Linked DNA regions of Zea mays: region 1 is linked to region 2. A link is a contact called in public Hi-C data. All regions are on one chromosome and are shown on one strand. Each heading gives the region's core, a stretch centred on a gene start, on an enhancer-like site or on the middle of the called end of the contact. The rest is flanking DNA. Distances are from core to core; before and after follow the strand shown. Region 1 holds the start of LOC100501075 (long cell-linked locus protein). Region 2 holds the start of LOC100284553 (peroxisomal biogenesis factor 11 family protein).

Evidence for each region. A called contact is a pair of places that touch in the nucleus more often than the background predicts.
Region 1: a Hi-C map of leaf shows a contact between it and region 2, with 5 times the contacts expected there. The contact joins the promoter of LOC100501075 here to the promoter of LOC100284553 in region 2. A contact is called at or near these places in 4 of 25 Hi-C or Micro-C datasets (endosperm, leaf and root tip).

What each region holds. Positions count from the first base shown.
Region 1 is chr1:47,785,137-47,788,571 of Zm-B73-REFERENCE-NAM-5.0, reverse strand. LOC100501075 (long cell-linked locus protein) reads right to left here and starts at 1,600. Exons shown (of 1, transcript NM_001368223.1): 1 at 717-1,600. The coding sequence starts at 1,486. The coding sequence ends at 848.
Region 2 is chr1:47,638,340-47,641,483 of Zm-B73-REFERENCE-NAM-5.0, reverse strand. It overlaps LOC100284553 (peroxisomal biogenesis factor 11 family protein), which reads right to left and starts at 1,894. Exons shown (of 1, transcript NM_001157448.2): 1 at 800-1,894. The coding sequence starts at 1,751. The coding sequence ends at 1,023.

The DNA of each region.
Region 1 (3,435 bases), core at 351-2,850, 150 kb before region 2:
ACTCTGTTCTCATCCGCTCTCCAACCAAACACACCCTTACACGATGTGAGGCGTACTTCACTGCGACATTTACGCACTCCGGAAGGAGCTCTGCTGGATGCCTGGATCGGTCTTAGGTATTCTCTATGAAAGAAAGCTATGTGTTCTGTCTGCTGTCTCCAAAATAAACACCTATAAAACTGGACCAGCCCCTTATACTATCCTTTAAACCAAACACTAACTTATTAATAAGGACTATTTGTTTTAATCTCATTCCATATAAATATATATTGCAGCGATTAAGTGAGTTCAAATGTCTAGCAAGTCAAAATCTCTCCTAATCTCCTTCATCCTAATCCTTGTAAATGGGAAATTCGTATCCAAACATGGAAAAATATACTCAAATCACCGTCGAAGGTCCGCCCAAGGATCGTAAAATGTCTCAGACCCCTGGAGCACGTACAGTCCAATCGTCAGTAGCACATGGTCATGGTTCAGGTGTACGTCTTGTATTTAATTATGAACGCTAACGAACAAAACTGAGAGTACTATCAAAGGACAACACATCATTCAGGCAATTATGTAAAGCGGACACCTGTATACAACCAGAAAGGCAGCAGCCCAAATTCAATCAGTGATCAATCTAGTGGCATCCTAATCTACATTGAAATGCACAAACAGACGTGCATGTAACAACCAAATCAACCGATTCACACGCGGACTGAAGAAAAAAAATTGTATCATGTATATGTATTGTAGTAATAATAATTTTTGGGAGCAACAAAAGAAATTTTAGAGCAAATGTACAGAGCTCAAGCTCAATCGCTGGTAGTACTAGTAGTAAGCAAGAATGAACGAAGAAATAAATCTAGCTGATGCTCCTCTCCATCATCTCGTTGTACTGTAGCCACGAGATCTGGCGCTGCAGCTTCATCTGCGCGTAGAACCTGGCGATGAACTCGTCCGCCTTGACGTCCACCCCGGCGTCCTCGCCGCTGTCCGCTGCCACCGACCGTCCGGCCGAGCTCGCGCGGCAGGCCTCCGCCACCACGCGCTCCAGCAGCATCTCGCCATCGCCGCAGCAGCTCGGCTCTTCGTCGTCCTCCTCCTCATCATCGTCGACGTCGCCGTAGCAGCACCCGGCGCCCTCGCCCGTCTCCCACGCGGCGGCGGCGGCGCTGAAGAAGTAGCGGTCGTCGCCGTAGAGGCCCGGCGTGTCCGGCACGGCCGGCGCGATGCAGGGGATGAGGCGGAGCACGCGCGCGGACGGGGTGCGGAACCGGAACGCCGGCGTCTCGTCGATGGAGTACTCGCGCTCGCCGCAGCGGAGCCGGTCGCCGCGCGCGCCGCCCAGGCCGGCGAGGCCGTGGCCGTGGCGGCGGAGCGTGCGGAGCAGGCGCAGGCGCAGGCTGTGCGCCGCGCCGCCCTTCCGCGCCCACAGCACCGCCAGCCGCAGCAGCCGCCACGCCCGCGTCCCGAACGACGGCCTCTTCAGTCCCGCCGCCATTGCGCTGCGTGTCGGATCAGATGGCGGCGCTTCGTTCGTCGAATGCGAAATGCCGCTGGATCGTCTCTCCGCACTGCTTTGCTCGGGTGATTGCTTTGTTTCGGAGTTCGAGATGAGTCGAGCAGGGGGAGAGGGAGAATATATATAGGAGCTGTGGGGGCTGCCCGGCTGGCTGGCGTTGCTTGCGCGCTCCGGTTTGCAGCGGCGCGGGCGCGGGAGGAGGAAGCGAACGCGTTTAGCAGCTGCTCGCGCCGCCCGCGTTAAGCTGGACTGGACTGCTGGAGGCAGCAGGCACATGATTGGGCGTGGCATGTGGGGCCCGTTCGCCAGGACGAAGGTGGCTATGGCACCCACGGACCTGCCGGTTCACATTTTCGGGATGCTACTGAGCCCGGAGGCGTTGGCTTCGTCTGCTTGATGGGCAGGAGCAGGACGGCGGCACGGGGATGCGGCCAGCCGGCCGTGGCTGTATTACCTGTGATGAACGTGGGGGCCTCGCACCTGTCGTGGCCTTGCTCGATCCGGCGAGCGAATTCCTGGGTTCCCAGGATGAGTTCGCAGCTGTTTTCGTTTTCGGTTTTTCCCACACGGTTTTGCCCAGGACCCAGGAGCCGAGAGGAGACTGTCCATCCACCCCTCGTTTTTTTTTGCGTTTCGCCCGCACCGTAGCCCGTAGCCCGTAGCTCCGGCCTGCACGCAGACTCGTCAGTCCGCGCTGCTTCACTGGATTCGTACCTGGTAATCTGAGTAATTCGCCAGCCAGTTATGAGCTGTAATGCATAGTCGACGACCGGCGATTTACAGGATCGAATGTTTTTCCCCCCTTTTTACCAACCGCTTCCCTGAGGTACAGTATGGCGTTAGATCACTTACTCCATGTGTAAAAAAACACATTTTGTTCTTCGACCAGTCACCGATTTAAATTAAGCTATATATTTATATAAAATACTGTTAGCGCATCTCATCTCAAAATAGGATTACTATAATTATTGTATAAAATGAGAGATGTACCCTCTATTTACAGTGGATGGAGTCTACGATCTTGTTAAACATAAGCTACGCTTTTTTAGGAATATAAAATGGATGTCAAAATCAAATCGCTTTACCTCTACCTAGCTGTTCATTCGGGAGAAAAGTGCCACTGTACCACTACGTGCCTTCGTGGTTTCTTCATTTATTAAAGGTAACTAGGTAAGACGTCCCGCCGGGTCGATAACCAGCGCAATTTCCGGGATGTACTACGACTCCACGAGAACACCATAGCAGGAACACCCGAACATCTCTAAAATTTACTTTTTAAATTGTCATTTAAGGATTGATTCACATAAAGATTATTTTTGTATTTTTTTTTACTCTTCAATATTTTTTCTAGCATTCTGTATTCAGCATGCTCTACTCAAGAATCATTCGCTGTATATGAAACTATCAATATGTCCAAGAGGAGGCGAATTAGATTAATCTAAAAGACTTTTTAAAATTCTCTTTAAATTATTGTTTAGAGATTCATTTACATAAAGATTATTTTTAGAATCTTTTTACTCCTCAATAATTTGTCTATATATTCTGTGTACTCTACTCTAGAGTCATTCATATTATCTAAGGACAACAGCTACTATGCAGTCAGGTTTTAGGTGTAAGCGTGCAATATCCATTAGAATCATGATCCAACCTTAGATATAACTGTTGTTTGTTAGCTTTTTTTATAAATCTTCGCGAGCTCTAGTGAAAGGATTTAAGTGTTAAATGTGATATATGGTTAGATCATAATTTAATGGACCAGAAGACTGGCTTGCACACTTACATCTAAAGCCTGCATGATTGCACATCAGTCGTTGCCCTATCTAAGATCAATATGTCCAAGAGAACATGAATTGGACTAATCTAAATCATTTTGCAATAACCAAAACCTCTCATATAACCCATTTCACCCTGTATGGCTAGGTGTTTGG
Region 2 (3,144 bases), core at 645-3,144:
TGAAATTTGGCACATTGCCATACTTTATGACATGCATATTTGAATCAATCAATGGCTAACAAATAAATGAAATGAGCTAAGTTGCATCCATTAGTTGCATTGCAGCTCTCCACTTATAGCAGTATAAAAGACAAGTCCAGCCACGGTTTTGGAGGTAATGAACAAAGCATGCCCTACATTAATTTATTTCAATTAAATAGCTCTTGGAGTTCTATTTTGCTCTGATCACCATTCTTTCTAGGTTCATTGAATTAGCCTAACTTAATATATGGCAATCGGCCATACAAACAAAATCTAATTTGTATTTGGCCTGAAAAAATAAGAGTCAATAACTCAATAATGTTTCGATATTCAAGCTCAGACCTCCTGCTATTCTCAAGTTTATGTCATTGATTTAGTTGTTAGCAATCCTTCATCATTTTTATACCTTACTTGCGCTTGGGGAACTGGGTATTTTATTTCATGATGTGCCAGGCTTTGATTACATAAGTTCCATAGTTTTGTTACCCAATTTGCAAACTATTCCTTATTTAGGAATCTGAATGTACTCTGTATTTCTTATTTTTTGTTCATGAGAAGCAGATTATGATGGCTAAGTTGATATATGGAGAACAGACCGTGCATCTTGGTGCTCAAAATTAATTTGACATGGATAGCTCAAGGTTGCAGGTGAGACTCAACCACAATGCTTTTGATTTGAGAACTATGAAGATGAAGCAAAACACTACACTGTAAAAGTGGGTTGGAGAAAAGCAAGATCATCTTAGCTGAACTCAATCATACACCGCAGCAGTAGATATACTTTTAAGAACAAAAAAATTATTGAATGATCAAGATGGCTGAAAAAACACAAGATTCCTTGGTCCAACCAAATGAATAAGAATAAACTTCATTCATTCCCCAGAGGACCTGGTATCAGTTTTAGGAGCATCCATATTTCCAGAGGAAACTCTTAGTTATCGCTATAATCAGAGCTTTATTTCATTATATGATGTGCTATCTATAACATGTACCTCCAGGCTTCAACAAGAATTCCAATTCTTATGCGTGCTGATCAACGCCGAGAGCAGTCCAGCTGCTGCCATCAGCGTGGAGCTCCCGAGCAAACCCTTGCCATCGGTGACGTCTCCCAGAGCCATGACGGCATCCGCCACGTCCTGCACCACTGACATCCGCTTCAGCAGCAGTTTACCCTGCATAGTCTTCACCGCCTCGCTCTCCTTATCACAGTCCTTCACGAGCCGCTTCTTTATCGAAGATTCGATCTTAGCCACCTCCTCCAGCTTAATTAAAATGGAACCGACGTAGCCCAGCAGCTCAGCCCAGGCGCTGAGACGCTGGAGGCGCGGAAGAAGGTGCGCAGGCAGGAGCCCGGCCTTGGCGATCCAGACGAACTGCTCGACGAAGTAGTAGACGCCCTCACCGCCGTAGGCGAGTAGCGCGAGGGACGGGGGAGGGTGCGGGTGGGCGAGGAGGGCGTTGAGGGACTGCACGAACTTGCCGAGACGGAAAGCCTTGCGGCTGAGGCCGACGCTGGACTCGAAGGACTTGAGGCGGGCGGAGGCGCCGGGGGGCAGCGGGGGCCCGGCGGCGAGCGCGAGGCGCGTGGCGTAGCGGGAAATCTTGAGGAGCTTGTCGACGCCGTCGCGGCGGGCGAGATAGGCCTCGAGGTGGGCGAGGAAATCGCGGGCCGGTTGGGAAGCGACGGCCGCGGCCGCAGGCGCGGTATTGGGAGACTCAGAGGAGGCCATGGCGGCCGGCGTTCGCGTTGGCGTGCAAGCGGTGGAATACCGGTACGGGGCCGTAGACCGAGCTGACGGCGATTGCGTGCTTGATGCGGCCTCGTATACTCGTATCAACGTCTGGGGATTGGGGATTTCGTCCTGGTTCGGGTCGAGAGGACGGCGTCGATCATTTCAACTTATATATTAGGAATAATTGGATGTATACCATTAAAAGATCTAAACTTTAGATATATACCATGGACCCCACATGTCATTGACTCATGTGGACCCACATGTAAGTGAGATAGTAATGGTATGAATCCAAAGTGGTGATCTTTTAATGGTATGAATCCAAATTTCCCTATATATTATATAATCTAGATATATCTAGATTATATAATATATATTATAATCTAGATATATTATAATTTATATGTAGTTGTTTAGTAGTCTAAATTATACAAATATAGATTATTCATAAAGATAATAATACCCTTGTTTATTTATTTGAGGTGAGGAGAGAAGGATTGTATATATTGTAATTTCTAATTATATAACCATAGGTGGTGAGTCTTTTGTCAAAATAATCTTAAATACGCGAGATTATGATATTATCATAATCTGGGCTTTAGATTATATAATCTAAACTTATAATCTATATATTTGTTTACCTATTGGATTATTATAATCCGAAATAAACTAAGGCCTTAGTAGATTGAAAGGATTGATATTTTGCTAGTCAAAATTAAATAAAAAATTCTCCTTCGATCTTCATGTAACCTAACAAGATCCCAGCGGAGCCACAGGCCAGACAAAAAGGTCGATTGGTCGAATACTCGATTCAACAGAACAAGACATGTGTCAAACGCGGAGAATGTTATAATTCACAATCTACTACTTTAGTGACCTCGAGTTACAATGATAAACACGCATGTATGTAAGATGATTTGGTTCATGTTATAAAAAAATAATTCAATTAAATAATTTTATTAAGATTTTATATAAGACTTACAACATTGTACCATATAAATGTGCGTGTATCTATTAAGTTAAAATATAGCATCACTTGCTCAAATATTTACCTGACATTACTTGCCTAAGCTTTTCAGCATATAAAAGAAGAGGGGGCGATTTCTTCTTTGAAAAATAAATATCAGACCTTATAGTACAAATAAAACAACTACAAAAGACAAACATTTCTTTAACACATTATAAAATGTTATAGTCCGTTTCATACTAAAATTCTTAAGGCAGTTATTCTATTAGTTTCGTATCTGTTGCACCAAAGAATGCACGACTAACAGCATTTTAAATAGTAGCAATTAAAGTTTCACAAACAGATACTTCATAGCTACAAGTGACATGACACGAGAAAAACAATACACCATCTTCGATGACTTTACTATAAATGTTTACAAAC